Regions from separate parts of the Capsicum annuum genome. Here region 2 is linked to region 1. A link is a contact called in public Hi-C data. All regions are on one chromosome and are shown on one strand. Each heading gives the region's core, a stretch centred on a gene start, on an enhancer-like site or on the middle of the called end of the contact. The rest is flanking DNA. Distances are from core to core; before and after follow the strand shown. Region 1 holds the start of LOC107863980 (protein TRANSPORT INHIBITOR RESPONSE 1). Region 2 has its middle 15 kb from the start of LOC107863979.

Evidence for each region. A called contact is a pair of places that touch in the nucleus more often than the background predicts.
Region 2: a Hi-C map of leaf shows a contact between it and region 1, with 3 times the contacts expected there. The contact joins the enhancer-like site here to the promoter of LOC107863980 in region 1. A contact is called at or near these places in 3 of 5 Hi-C or Micro-C datasets (bud, leaf and placenta).

Annotation. Positions count from the first base shown.
Region 1 is chr3:33,644,769-33,652,140 of UCD10Xv1.1, forward strand. It overlaps LOC107863980 (protein TRANSPORT INHIBITOR RESPONSE 1), which reads right to left and starts at 2,559. Exons shown (of 3, transcript XM_016710213.2): 1 at 1,932-2,559; 2 at 1-311. The coding sequence starts at 2,386.
Region 2 is chr3:33,711,238-33,718,609 of UCD10Xv1.1, forward strand. No RefSeq gene overlaps it. Among protein-coding and RNA genes, the nearest start is that of LOC107863979, 15 kb to the right of the region's middle. Within about 2 kb of position 4,539, at least 5 of the 5 cell types and tissues checked have an H3K27ac peak or open chromatin away from gene starts, as enhancers often do. A contact at or near this core is called in bud and leaf, where this site is marked.

The sequences.
Region 1 (7,372 bases), core at 1,309-3,808:
CTTCTGTCAGGTTAGAGAAGTAATCAGACCGCACATCAGCAGAGTAAGCACCTGTACCAAATTCGACCAACTGGGAAGTGCGACGAAGCAGGTATGGAAGCTTCTCAAGGGGAACGGCACGATTTATCCGTAGAGTCCTCAAATTAGGAGAACGAGCAACCAGGCGCTCCAAAGCTAAGAAACTGACCTCCGAAACCAAACAGGCAATGTTAAGAGAAACAAGTGACGTGCAGCTATCGGGAAAATGGCTTAGCCAATGTCCACTAAGGTCCTCCACTTCACTCTCTCCCAAGTCTAGTTCTCTCAGATTCCTGTAGCAAAACGGGTGTCACATGACAATACTAATCTACACAATCATTCTGTGATAAGTGAAGCAAATCAACAGACAAGAATGAATGACAATAAATGACAGATGATATGAACAAGATAAATAAGAAGGATTTGAGAATCATGTTTGCCTCAAAGTGACACATCTTTCAAAGTGGAATTTAAATAAATCTCCATTTCCTATCCCTAACACACTTAACCATTTCAAGGTTGAACCACAAATATACTCCATTACAGAACTCCATACTGATAAAACAATTGAATCCCACAAAAGGACCACGGAACAAACATGTGGAAATCTCACGAGAATTCAGATAACATTCAAATCTCCAAAAACTTAACATCTACGCTAGAGGGGAATGTTTTCTTACCATTCAAAATGCAGTTAAATGACAACAGGGAAAGCCAAAATAATTAGGAATCAGAAAGAATCCAATAACTTGCTAACTATCCAGTGAATGCCACAAGAAATTAATGGTAAAAGACAGTCCCTATAAGAATTTAAGAAAACCCACAAGTTAGCATCTCCAATTATAAGGCTTAAAATATCTATGAAGATGGAATGCAAATGCAAAATTTCAGTAAAGGAAGTACAGGAAACAGGCAATTTGTTCGTTCAATAAAAATCTGCCAAAAATTAAGGACCAGAAATACGCCCAAAAAAAGCTGAAAGAAATAAACACAAAGTTCTAAACTTCGGAGTATTGAAGTCAGATGACGAAATGTAGCAGCAAGTAATGTCCAATAATACTACAGTGACTTGTTCTAGCATTATCCATCTGCATAAAAGATGCTTCACTTCCACTAGCTAGCCAAGACAATAGATTACATATCCTAAGAAAAGAATAAACAACTGCAAGGTAAGTGCTTCCTCATTTTCTTTGTTTGATGAGGGGGATAACAAATCCCCAAATTTAGTGCATTCATCCAAAAGGTCAAGACTTAACAACAATACATCACAATAGACTAACCCCTAAGACCCCAATTGGTTTAGACCTATTACCACCTGAGACATGAATTAGTACTTCCTTTGACTAAAAGATTTGCCAAACAATTTCTAATTACTTGAACTACAAGAACCATTTACTAACTAGTACAGTAATACTTCTGTAGTTTATAAAAATGTAAACTTTATTCATTATCCTAATTAATTCAAAGAATTAGATCTAAATACTTCGGTACTTTTAACCATGCTATTCTTTTCAGACAAAGGGGGGGGGACTTCCACGTGTCAACTCCTCCACTGCAGATTAAGACTTCCATGAACAGGGGCAGATCTAGGGGAGCCAGGGCGTGTTCACCCAAACCCCCCCCCCCCCAACAAAACTAGAGATTGACGCAGTAGGTTAGAAAATTCAAATTTTACCTTGACATTCCGAGCTCAAATCTCAAAGGCCACATTTTTATTTTTCGAACATTTTTATTTTTCGAACCCTCTTAGTCAAATCCCAAAGACTACATTTTCATTTTACTGAACCCCCTTAGTCAAAATTCCTAATCCGCCAAAAAAACTCAAATCACAAACACCACATTTTTACTTTTCGAACCCAAAAATGACATCTAAACTAGATCAAAATGTCAACTAAGATTTTAAAAAAGGTCACCTGCAATTAGCGGCAATAGCAGCAAGTCCATCAGTAGTAAAACCATCACAAGAAGACAAAACCAAAACCTTAAAATTCTTAAAAGACTTAGCAATCAACTCCAATGACTCATCAGTAATAACCATACGTTTAAGCTTAATTTCCTCTAACAATGGATACGACTTAGACATAGCCAAAATCCATGGATATACATACGCTCCCCATCCTTCAGGAACCAAATTAAAGTCAGCAAAATGAGGTTTTCCTTTAAGTTCAATAGATCTGACTTCCGGGAACCGTCGGATCATAATCCTAGGATTAACAGCGTAGCAGTTTCCAATGAAAATTTTCCTCCGACACCAACGTTCGATCTCGTACCATGATTTGCATACGAGTGATACAGCGTTACGGTCTTTGTCGGAACTGAGGAAGGAGAAGACGTGTTCGAGTACTTCTTCAGGGAATGAGTACGCCATTGTTGTACGGAGATGGATGGAGGGGCAAAATTGGAATCTCACTTGAGAGTTTAGAGTATTCTCTCTTTTAGATCTGAATCGACATTAAGGGGGTTAGATTTGATTTGGTGTGGGTGTTTGTAGAGAGAGAGAGGGGAGAGAGTATGTGTACTGCACAGAAGATAAGGTTTTATTATGTGATGATGTTGGAATTGGGGTAGGGGCGTGGGGGTGGGGTGTTACCGGTGTGGTCAAAATGTAACCAGGGTTTAAGTGAGTTGAGTAGTTATGTGTGTGGTCAAAATGTTACCGAGGATTTAGGTAGTTTGGTTGGAAATGAGTTATCCCGTAATTAGTTATTATGAAATAAATTGTTTTATCACATTACTAAAAATATAAATAATGAAATAAATAGTTATGGGTCTTAATTAATATCTTCAATCAAACATATAATAAAATAATCATGTATTGTATTTAAAGATTATTATACCTTATTCATCACACTAAACTATCTTCTTAAGATTTAATGCAAAACAAATCAAAGCGAAAAAAATATCCTTTATTTCCTTCTCTTCACTCTGATAAACTTTATTTTATCTTTTTTAGGTTTTTATTTATTTGTGTCTGATATTTATATTAGAGTTCAATTATATTTAAAATAAAAATTTTCATGTTGAAAGCAAAGCTTTTCTTAATAGAAGTGACTCTGTTTTCAGGGGATTCAAAAATGAGACCTATAATTAAGAGGAGGCATATTTCATGAGAGCATCCATGTTTTTATTGATATTTTTGTAATTCAGATTTTTGATCGATCAATCAATAATCAAGTATTTATATCACAAAGGAGATGTATGCAAAAGATCACGCTTATGAAAAAGTGAATTATTTTATGTAGCTTGCGAGAAATTAAGGGCTCATTTGGATATGATTCAATTTAGGTTGATTTGAAGTTGAAAATTTATTTGAATATGCAGTTTAAATTTTTTAAGTTATATTTTTTCCTCATAAACACAAAACTATTAAAAAAAAAATTAACTCTTATAGAAATTTACCAAATGAGCAAAGCATCATTGATAAACAAGATAACGGAATTTCATAAGACACCAAATTAATAAATCAAATATTTTCATGTGTTATTATAAATAAATGTTTGTGATCATATGTTATTATCATGTTTCAAATAAACATTTTGCTACAAATAATTACATAATCCAATAAATTAACAATAATAGTAACTAACTATTCTTGATATAACTTTAACATGGTACATGTAATTTTTTCATGTTAAACACAAGTTTTTTAAAATTGTTAATTTTTGTTTTATTTATTCCTTTCTATAAACTGTAAATAATGGGTTAAATTTTACATTTAAAGAGGAATAATTAAAATTAAAATTTTAAATTTGAAATCCTACATTTTGAAAAATTTTAAATTTGAAATCATGACTTAGAATTGAAATTAAATTTATGCAAATCTCATAACACAGACGGTGATTTCAAATTGAGGTCCAAAATCACATGAGCAATTGCCTATTAATAGCAGTAATTAGGAATTAACTAAATATATTACAAGCTGATTTATGAGATTTTAATTATGGAATAATTTTATTTAAATAATATATGTTTCATATAATGAAAAGTAGATATGAAAATTGAACAATAATACAAAATCATTATACTGTTATTATTATTGTTTGACATGTGAGCTCTTGGTGGTTGTCCATCTCCAAGTTTGAGAATCCATTAGAACACAAATATACAGAATAATGGCTAGTTAAAAGTCTTGATTTAAAGTAATAAAAACTGAAAGTGGAGTGTCAAATTCAATTGAAAAAAAACATTAAATTTTATGATCTTAAATAAAAAATATGTAAAAATTTTAAAGTTGCTAAAAAACATTAAGATGATAATAACACATATTTGATGTACTTCACATAGTAGGATATAAAAAAAATAAAATGTAGCATGTAGTTTTAGGGTGTGTTTGGTACGAAGGAAATATTTTTCAAAAAATATTTTCTAGTTTTCTTATGTTTTGTTGGCTTATATATTTTGAAAAATATTTTCCAAACCAACTTATTTTCCTTAAGTCAGGAAAATGACTTTCATTCAAAAAAAGTAAGGAAAACATTTTCCAAAACTTTCTTTTAACCTCATTTTAAAGTTGAAATATTCATACAATTCTTAAAATCATCTACCTGCACCCGCCCCCATTACCCTATCACCCCAACACCACCTCTACCCCAACCCCACCTCTACCCCTACCCCCATCCCACTCCCAAAATTCAATTATTTTAAAAGGTATTTCAAATTTTTTTCTTAGTCCATCTCCTACCCCACCCAACCCCTACCCCTACCAGTCCCTTCCAAAAATAATATCTACATTTTATTAAGAAATTCAAACTATTCTCTTACCACATACCCCTACCCTTACCATCCTCTCCCCCTCCCCCAACCTTAAAAAAAAAAAAAAAAAAATTTATTTAAAAAAAATCAATTTTTTTCTCTCCCCTTCTCCCTCACTCCCCTACCCTGAACCCGAACTTCTACTGCCCCCTCCTCCTCCCCTTCTCCCTCCCCCCCGCCAATTTTTAAATTCTTTTTTAACAAAAAAAAATTTAAAATTTTTTCTTACCCCACCCCTACGACCCATTCTGACACCCTCATCCACCCCGCTATCAACCCTTATCCCAAAAAAGAATTTAACTTTTTAAAATTTATTTTTTATAAAAAGATTCTAAAATGTATTTTACACTTTAGCTAAATACTAAAATTATTTTTTGAAAAATATTTCTCATTGACCAACCAAATAATAAAAAATATTTTTCAGGAAATATTTTCCATCCACCAATCAAACATAAGAAATCAACTTGTTTTTCAGGAAAACATTTTCTAGGAAAATATTTTTCATGGAATTGAACCCTTGTCATTTATTTATTTTAAGGTTTCGTTTAACCATGAAAATCATATTTTTTTTAAGATTGGAGTTGGAGTTGAAGTTAAAGTTGGAGTTGTATTTGATTATGAATATAAATTAAAGTTGTTTTTTAAATTTTGTGAGAGAAGTATGAGTGAAAAAAAATATTTTTTAGTTTTTCAAATATAATTTTAAAATTACATTTAAAATTTTCATGAATAAATACCATAATTTTCATTTTTTTACTAAAATAAAATAATTTTCTTTAAATAAAAATTTACTTATGACCAAACGCTACAAAATAAAAGACAAATGAATTGAAATAGGCTAGCAGTAATAATTGAAACATGAAATAATAAAATAAAAAAAATCTAAACATGAAAATATTACCAGGGGTTGTGGTGGGGTGAGGGGGTGGGGGTGGGGGACCTTGAGAGATGAAAAAGACAGGAGAATAGCACAAGGCTTTTTTACCCACTGTACAATTCCTGAGCCGTCGTTTTCTTTTTGTTAACTCATTGTCTCTCTCTCTCCATTGTTTTCTTTTTAAAAAAAACTTTTTAAAAAAAAACTGGTAATTAAAACTATAGTTAATCAAGTATACTAAACTGTTTTTTAATTTTGTGACATTATATGTCACATGAAAAATTATAATTAAAATATTATTAATAATAAAAATAAATTATTTTTTAAAATAAGTTATTCTTCTTTAAATAAAAATAGTACGTGGGGTTCGAAACAAAATAGGATCAAGTCCATTTGATACTAAAAGAAATAAAATAAAATTGGCAGCGCAGGAAACTGTTTTTTTACTTTACCACTTTAATTTACATCACTCTTCGTGTTTTTCTTTCTGAAAAGTTCCAAAGTATTTAAAATCATTATTTTTATATAGATATATTAATTTTTATATTTTAAAAATAGTATTTATTACATTAATATTCAAGGAAACTGTTTTTTACTTTACCACTTTAATTTATATCACTATTTTTTTTAATCTTTCTGAAAAGTTCAAAGTACTTAAAACTATTTTATTTTTATAAGGAATTATGGATATATTAATTTTCATATATTTAGAAAATACTAGTATGTATTACATTAATATTCCCTTTCCCAAGTAAAATATGAATCAAACTAGCATCTTAGCTTACGTATTCAACTAAGGTTCGTCACATAATAAGAGGATGGAATATCTAATTAAGCGTGTTACATTGGCAATATATTATTTTTTGACGTCATTACATTAAATTGTCCTATGACAAAGCAACTATTAAATCAAAACTACATAAACAGGTTCAAGATTTTAAAAGCTATGTGCTGCTACAATGATATTAAATGAATACGGAGTATAATAATATCATAATTCATGATTAAAGATTTAGATATGTTTAAAGAAACTCTTACTTAAAAAGTTAAAGTAAATGATTTAAGTAAAAATTATTGAATTTACATCAACCCCTCTCATGTATTAGATCCTTAATGATAAGCCCATACTTCACCATATAGTAGACTGGAAATAGAATAATAATCTATATATGAGTTAAATTATTTTTTAATCTCATTTAAAATATTTTATTTAATTAAGCATGAAGTTTAAGTAAATAACAAAACTTGTCAATTTAATCATATTATAACACTGACTATAGAAATTTATCACTAAAATAAATAAATATAAAGTTCAAGTTAATTTTTTTTTAAGAAAAAAAAAAACTACAACATTAAGATTATTTAAATTTGTTTTCAATTTTTTTTAAAACGAGTGAATCATGTTTCTAAAAAAAGGTGTAGTAAAAATCTTTTTTTCTTCAATATGGTTATAATAATTATAGTAAGTGGTGAAAATGGGTGTAAGAGAATCTCATGATTCTGATTGCAGGGGTAGCTAGATCTGTTATTGGGGACCAATTATATATCACACCCGACCCCCTTATGAATGATAAGGAGTTATCATGGGATTGATTGGTCCATACGTGTATTTCTATCCCTCTCATCCCGACCGTCAATTCTTCGAAAATCTTAATAGCTTAATTGAGTATTTAAATCTTTATTTTATTAGTGAAAATTTAATTTCTCACTTTTTAATTTGCTATC
Region 2 (7,372 bases), core at 3,289-5,788, 68 kb after region 1:
AAAATACTTCGTGTTTACATTCAAAGAGGGGCATGATGTAGACACCTAATTTCGTCCCTCCCTGATATCATTTTTACCTATTTTTACTTTATCCTATTATGTACTCTCACCCATGTAATTATACCCCACAAAAATATAAAAAATAACAAAAATTCAATAAATCCCTAACCTTATCCTAACAAACTTTATCCTAATCATCTACCCCTAACAACTTTTCTCTCACTACCCCTATACCCCATGCCTTACACGTTTTCCCCATTCAACAATACAAAAAAGAATGATTTAGAAAAAAGACAAAAAAAAGGAGGGGCCCACATATCACTCTAAAAGGGGTATACCATCAGCTTCCAGGGGATTCCATTTTTTTCTCTCTTTTCTTCTACCAAAAAAAGTACATTGACATACAAATACACGCTATTTTTCTTTGTTGGCATCACACACAGAGCACCAAGAACACACACTACTGATTCACGAGATTCACGCACACACACTAGTGAGTTGAGGGAAACGAGTGAAAGAGATTGGATTTGAGAGAAGGACAGAGAGAGAGAGAAACAGAGTTGAGCGAAAATAGGAAAAAATAGCTTTTTCTCCGACGTAGCTTTCGCCGGAATCGCCATCTCTACGGTCAAGCTGCCCAGACAACCCACCCCTTGCCGGAAATAGCAAAGTCAACAAACCCAACAACCATAGCCATCGATAACATCCGACATCCAACCACAAATTAGTTCTTGTAGCTGCACAGGCCGTTTTTCTGAAAATTCCAGCGAATACTTCGCCAGAAAAATGGTACACTCCGCTGCCCGAGTTTTCGATCGGTTGTAGTTACTGATTATGGTCAGAAATTGAAAGGTCGATTAGAGTCAGACTCGATTTTGTCACGGATTTTTGATTCGATTTAGACTGGATTTTTTATTCTGAGTTGAGTTTTAAATTCGAGGTCAAAAGTTGAGGTTCGGTTCGAGGTTTTCGGTGCGGATTCCATCTCGTTTAATTGAATAATACTTGAAAGCAACATTGAGGTCCAATTCTTTCTTCTCTTCCTTTTTAATTCTTGTATGATTATGAACGTACGATCCGATACCATTGTTTTATTTGTTGATGTGAATTGTTAGTGACATTTGAGTGTTTGATGTGGCCATGCATGATCGGTGAATGTTCGTTATTCTTGATTGGGGGATTGCGTATTGAAATGAGTTAATCATGTGGTTGAAGAGTGAATTGGGGCAGGAATAAAAAATTGGTAAATTTGAATTTCAATAATTTTGATTCATTGATGTTGGTTTACTTCGGAATAGGCGATGATGTTAATTTTGTCGAACACGACAGTACCATGATAGGTCGAGATGGGTAGGCAACTAGTAGGCTCGGGTAGGTAAATTTAGGGATTGAGGATTGATGAAATGTTTGAAATATGTGTTAAATGACTTGGTTTTATCGCATTTGACTCAATTATACTCATTTGGCCGAGGAATGCCCCGAGGTATCTATATTGCTTTATCCGGGGAATGCCACGAGAAAGTTGTACTTGAAAACGTTGCACGATCAAGGCCCGTAATATCGGGTGGAGTTTAGTTTAGGACTAGTTTAGAATAGGATTTATATTTTTTGCATTTTTTTCTATTTTGGGACTGTATAATTGGACTGGACATTATATTTCGGAATTTGTTTTGTTTGTGTTTGTTTGTTTAATTGTTGTGTGCTTTTGTGTGGTTTATACATTTGTAGTGCTAAATTAGCCGATATACTCCACCGAGCGACTGTGGTCGAACCACGGGACCGAGGGGTGCCTAACACCTTCCCCTCGGTCAACAGAATTCCTTAGCTGGAATCTCCGTTCGCGGATCAGTTTAGAGTCAAACTGTTTTGAAAAAGGATTTCCAAAGGTGACTTGACACACCCGATCTATGTCAAGTGGCGACTCTGAATTTCATTGTAAAATATCCTTTTCGGAACAAATTTTTTTATCTTTTTGTCACTTTAATAATAAAAACCCTTTCAAACGTTAAAATTAATCTTTTTGGAGTTAAAAAAAAAAGGAGTATGACAAATAAATGCATTATTTTTGTCAATACACTCTACCAAATCACCCCTTAGGTTCCTTTTATAGGAGGGAAGGCCCCCATTTTCGTCCCACAACCGATGTGGGATCCCACTTTCAACACTATACTCATGATCTTAGTTGTCTTCTCTTAATTAGTTATATTTATACATTTTTTTTTCTTTTTTAATTAGGTTTATACATCATATTCTACTAAAAAAAATACATACTGCATGGGTGGGAGCTGGGGGTTTGAGTGAGGGAGTTAGATTCAGTTTTTTAATAATATTTGTCATGTCAATATTAATCTATTGTGGAAAGAATTTTTGTTACAGCTTTGATTTATATTCTTGTATTTTTTCTTAATTACATGTCCACTTGATATTGGATCAAATTTAGAAAACATTACAAATTTATATTTTTTTTTCTTATAATATTTATTTTGACACAATGTTGTATTTTAAATTTTGTTATTCTTTTTATATACAATTTTATTAATTTGATATGAGACACACGTGCAAAGCACTTATGCTAAACTAGTTAATACAAAAATCACACAACCTAAATCTTGTGGACAGTTCTTGTTTTTTTTTTTTTTTCCTGAAAATAAATTAAATAAATAATAATTAATTCAATCAAAAAGCTCCGATTCTATCCAAAACCCACATAAAGAAAGTAAATAACCATTCATATGCTCACCTTTTTTCCTATCGTTTTAAAATGTTTGGTTTGAAGTATACCTGGTAATTCTTTCAGGTACCCAAGTCAACTAGAAAATTAACGGAGTTCGTTGATTTTCAAAAATATTTAAAACAAATGTAACAACTTGAAATCGAACCCATGTATTTACCACGACCACTAAATCAAGAATGCTCTTTGATAAAATACTTCTGTTATTTTTATTTATAGTACCCACCAACTACATGAAATGTATTTTGTTTGATACTTGTGAAGTTGTTTCCCTTTTATATATCTCTAATGGCATTGTGAAATATAACTCCCTAGTAAATGTATCTTTTGTAGGTCGTTTTCTTCTTTGATTGCATGTTGACATTGTTTATACATAATATGCAGTGATATTCAAGTATATTTGGTGATCGATTCATCTAAGTTGGGGTGGTTTTTTGTGATAACACATGCATATCTCATATAATACAAACGTGATACACTTAAATACGATTATATACACTAGAATATGTTGTAGTTATACAAAGTTTATGTTATATGTGTTATCTTTCCATATTGATATAATATGTTTTGATAATGATTAACGTCAAACTAATAACAAAAATCATGTAGGATACATGAAGACACAATCAAGGCAAAGGATCGCCTATGGAGCTAAACTTGGAGAAGCATCTCGAAAGATTCCTAACTACAAGGAAGTTGGAGCTGGATGTGGAAAAGATCTCAGTACATCCCAAATTATAAGGAAGACAATCAACAATCACAGAGTAGCATGGAAAGCAGATCTCTCACGGAATCACGGAAGGAAGGAAGATCACACCCTCTATGTAGACATATCTGATATGGACATGTATGGTTGTAAGTCTATATTCGAGAAAGGAGGGTCATATTGTATGTACGGACATATCTGATATGGACGTACCATATGATGTGAATCCTTAATCAAGGAATCAATTCAAATCTTTGATTGAGAGGAAATTCCTTTGGGTTTTCCTTATAGAGAAAAAAAGCTAGATTAGTTGGAGGCTATAAAGAGGAAGATTGAAGAAGGAAGACGATACAGAACTTCACAGGAAACTCTTAGTGTTTCTCAATCTTTAGTCTTCATAAAGCTTTGTAATTTCAATTTACAATTCTTACAAAAAGAGAAAGATTGAGTCGATTTAGTGATACTAGTTGAGGCTGTGTCACAAGATCTTAATAACAAAATAAGATTCAGAAATTGTCCATCCCATATGTAATCAAATTCTCTATTTGAAAGCTCTAAAGGAAGCTCTTGTAATCCAAGGAGACTGGAGTAGGCACCACACCGGTGATTCGAACCAGGATAAATCTTGTGTCTTTTGTTTACTTATTTACCTGCGCTTTTTATATCATTCTGTTTTATTCAGTATATTAACATGTGAGTGAATTGACTACAAGTCTGATCAATCAACTCAAAAAAAGTTTTCAATTCACCCTCCTCTTGAATTTCAATAGGTATGTTAGTTGTATGTGTGATGCTTTGTGATATGTTGAAGTGTGCTATATGTGCTAGTACCGTACGACTAAGTTGAGCGAACAAATACATTGTATTCAACGAAATTATGTGTGTTAATGTTCAGTGAACAAATACAGTGTATCCAATAGATATAAAGCAAACAAGCACAACTCCAAAATAACAGATTAAGCAAACTATAATTACAAACCGTAATTATATTTCAAAAGGACTTTATTCGTTTATGAAATTTTCTCAATAGTAGCTAGTAGGTAAAGTGACTTAATAAAAGGGCCCAAACAAGCAATACAGTTCAAAACCATTTAGGCCCAATAACCTTCCTATATGTTGGTTGTCTTACCTAAAATCCCTAACCCTAATTTGACATTGAAGCTCTTTAGTCTCTAAAATCGTGAATTGTTTAACAGTCAAAAACCATAATCAAAGTAATGAGTTTTGCTAATGGAGCTTTATTTCTGTAAAATATTTTTGTCATTTGCTAATTTAATTTGTGATTATTATTATTATTATTACTTGGAGGAAGTTGGCCAGTGATGACAAACAAATAAGCACGAGCGGCAACAACATCTTTTTATTGCGCACCTGTGGTTGTTAACCATGGGGTTGTTGTTGCTATGAATAATGTGCCTATATGCTAATCTGAGGCCTTCTTCCTCTTAATTTATATATATATATATATATATATATATATATATATATATATATATATACATGTTTTGTTTTAAAAATATACACTGAATTTGTGATGCTTTGTTATTTGTGTTATTTTTGTGCTTAGCAGTTACTTTGCTCTTTGATATTGTTTGATTTGGACTATTTCTCCTCAGTATTTTGAGCTTATTTCACCTTTGGCTGTGTTAGTTTTTTTTTTTTTTTTTTTGTAGTTTTTTTTTGCGGAAGTACCAAAAATTGGTTCAGGCCAATTGTTTGGAACTTGAAAAATATTTGAATATTAGATTTTGATCAAATTTCCATGTCAAACAGATGTTTGAACACTAATTTTCAATATCTGATGCAAAATCTTTGACCAAATATTAGCTTATAGTTAAGAGTTTGCATCCTTAAAGTTTATGGTCTCTTGTGATATATGTTTGCCTTAATAATTTTGTTTAGACATTGGATGTGATGGCTCTATAGTTATACCAATGTTTAGTTACCATGATCTTAGAAAAGTAAGGTTGGCCTGGGATATGTAACTTTAATTGTAGAAATGTTCCTAATTGATAAAAAGAAATGCAAGACGATAGATAGGATAAGGAAACTAGTCTCCCTTTTGTGTAGGTTCCAATCAATTCCAGGGACCATCTTTGTTTTCTAGTGTGTGCATCTACACCGGCCTGTTCATGTAAATTTCAGAACAAACTTCTCTTTTGCTTGAAAGTGTTTTGTCCTTTGATTCCGGCTTTTTCTTTTTCCTCAAAAAGATAGCTTTTATATCCATGGCTGCAGCTGGGAAATCTTGTGATTGTTAAGTTCTATCTGTCTACTTTCTAATGTAGGATTAGGGAATTTAATTGCTTTTAACACTGCATTGCTTGAGTTTAATGTATGGATGCAGGTTCGTATTTCATATGGCTTGTAGATGTAAAAAATAATGCTCCGGTTTTGACTGGTATTTTAATTGTTTGCTTGTGTACTAGTTATATCAATGAATATAAGAGTGTTTTATCTTGAGAAGGTAAAGACTGGTGGAAGTTGGGACTTGGGAGTACATTTCTCAAAAGTCATTTATGATTTGACTTTATGAATTTTGTTTTCTGAATTATAATTGAAAAAACTGAGAACTAACCAGACCAAACCAAATTGCCACATGTATATCCCCTATTTGCAGTTGATTCATACCAGAGTTCACTAATTTTGGAAGTGTTTTACTATTGCTCATTAGGCTGCATATTTGTTGTTGGGCAAATTAACAACAATGCAATAACTTGTACACTTTCAGTGGTGGTTTGCTTTGCGGACAAAGTTATCTCTAGACTATAGTTTAGGGATGATAAGGCTGGAACTAATTAATTTCACTTGAGAGGTGAAGTAAGATAATACTATAAATTGGATTGGATAAAGTGAAATATTCAGGATGTGACTAAATTTAAAGTACTTTGTTAGGAACTAACCTACTTATTAGTGCATCCGTGCATCTTTTCACGTGCCTGAACCATTCCAATCTTGTTTCTCGTCTTGTATGTTAGAAAGGCCGCTCCAAAATTATCCTATATAACATCATTCCTAGTCATATTTCCTAGTATGCACACACATCCTTCTGAGCATTCTCATCTCAGCTACTTAGGTGGGATAAGGATAACTAATTTCAGGATTAATTTAGAAGATGAGCTTATATCATGTTTGATTGAGACAAAATGCATGGAATAACTCATGTCGGGATTGTAGTGTTTTCTTATCCCTCTTTGAGCTAATTTTAGAATTAGTAATCTCGAGATAACTTGTTTCCAACCAAACAACCCTTATGTTTTTTGAATGAGCGTTCTTGATCAATCAACACTTTGTCCCAAAAACAATGTTGATCTATCCATCATTTTATACAATTTACCTTTAAACTTTGGCGGACATTCCTTGCACACATACTCTGGAGGCAAGCCTCCATTTCACCTCTCTAATATGATGTGCAATATCGTTATCAATCTCCCTTTCTCCTTGACTTATTGACCTAAGATACCTTAAACCTTTTTTTTTGGGTATGACTTGTACATCGATCTACGCTTCCACTTTTGTCTCATGTTTTTCGTCACTAAACTTGCATTTTAGATACTCTAATTTTAGTTAAGCTAACCTTGGAACCTAAAGACTCAAGGGCTTGTCTCCAATGTTCCAACCTATCTTTAACTCCACAACCTTCTTGTCAATCAATATTATGACATTTGCAATTAACATACACTATGATACCCCTTTAGAATCAATTCCTCGGATTGTCACCCAACTTAAGAAGTGTCCCACTAAAGTCACTAATCTTTTTTTTGTTCCAATAATGTCATTCAACTTTATACATTTTCCTTATAAACTAACAATTGTTAAAATAATCCTTGTTCTTTGGTAGAAAAATGGCCAAAATAGCCTCTTAATTTAAATCATGAGTTTAAATAGTTTTTATTCTTTTATATGAAATGTTAATATACCTCCAAATACATTTC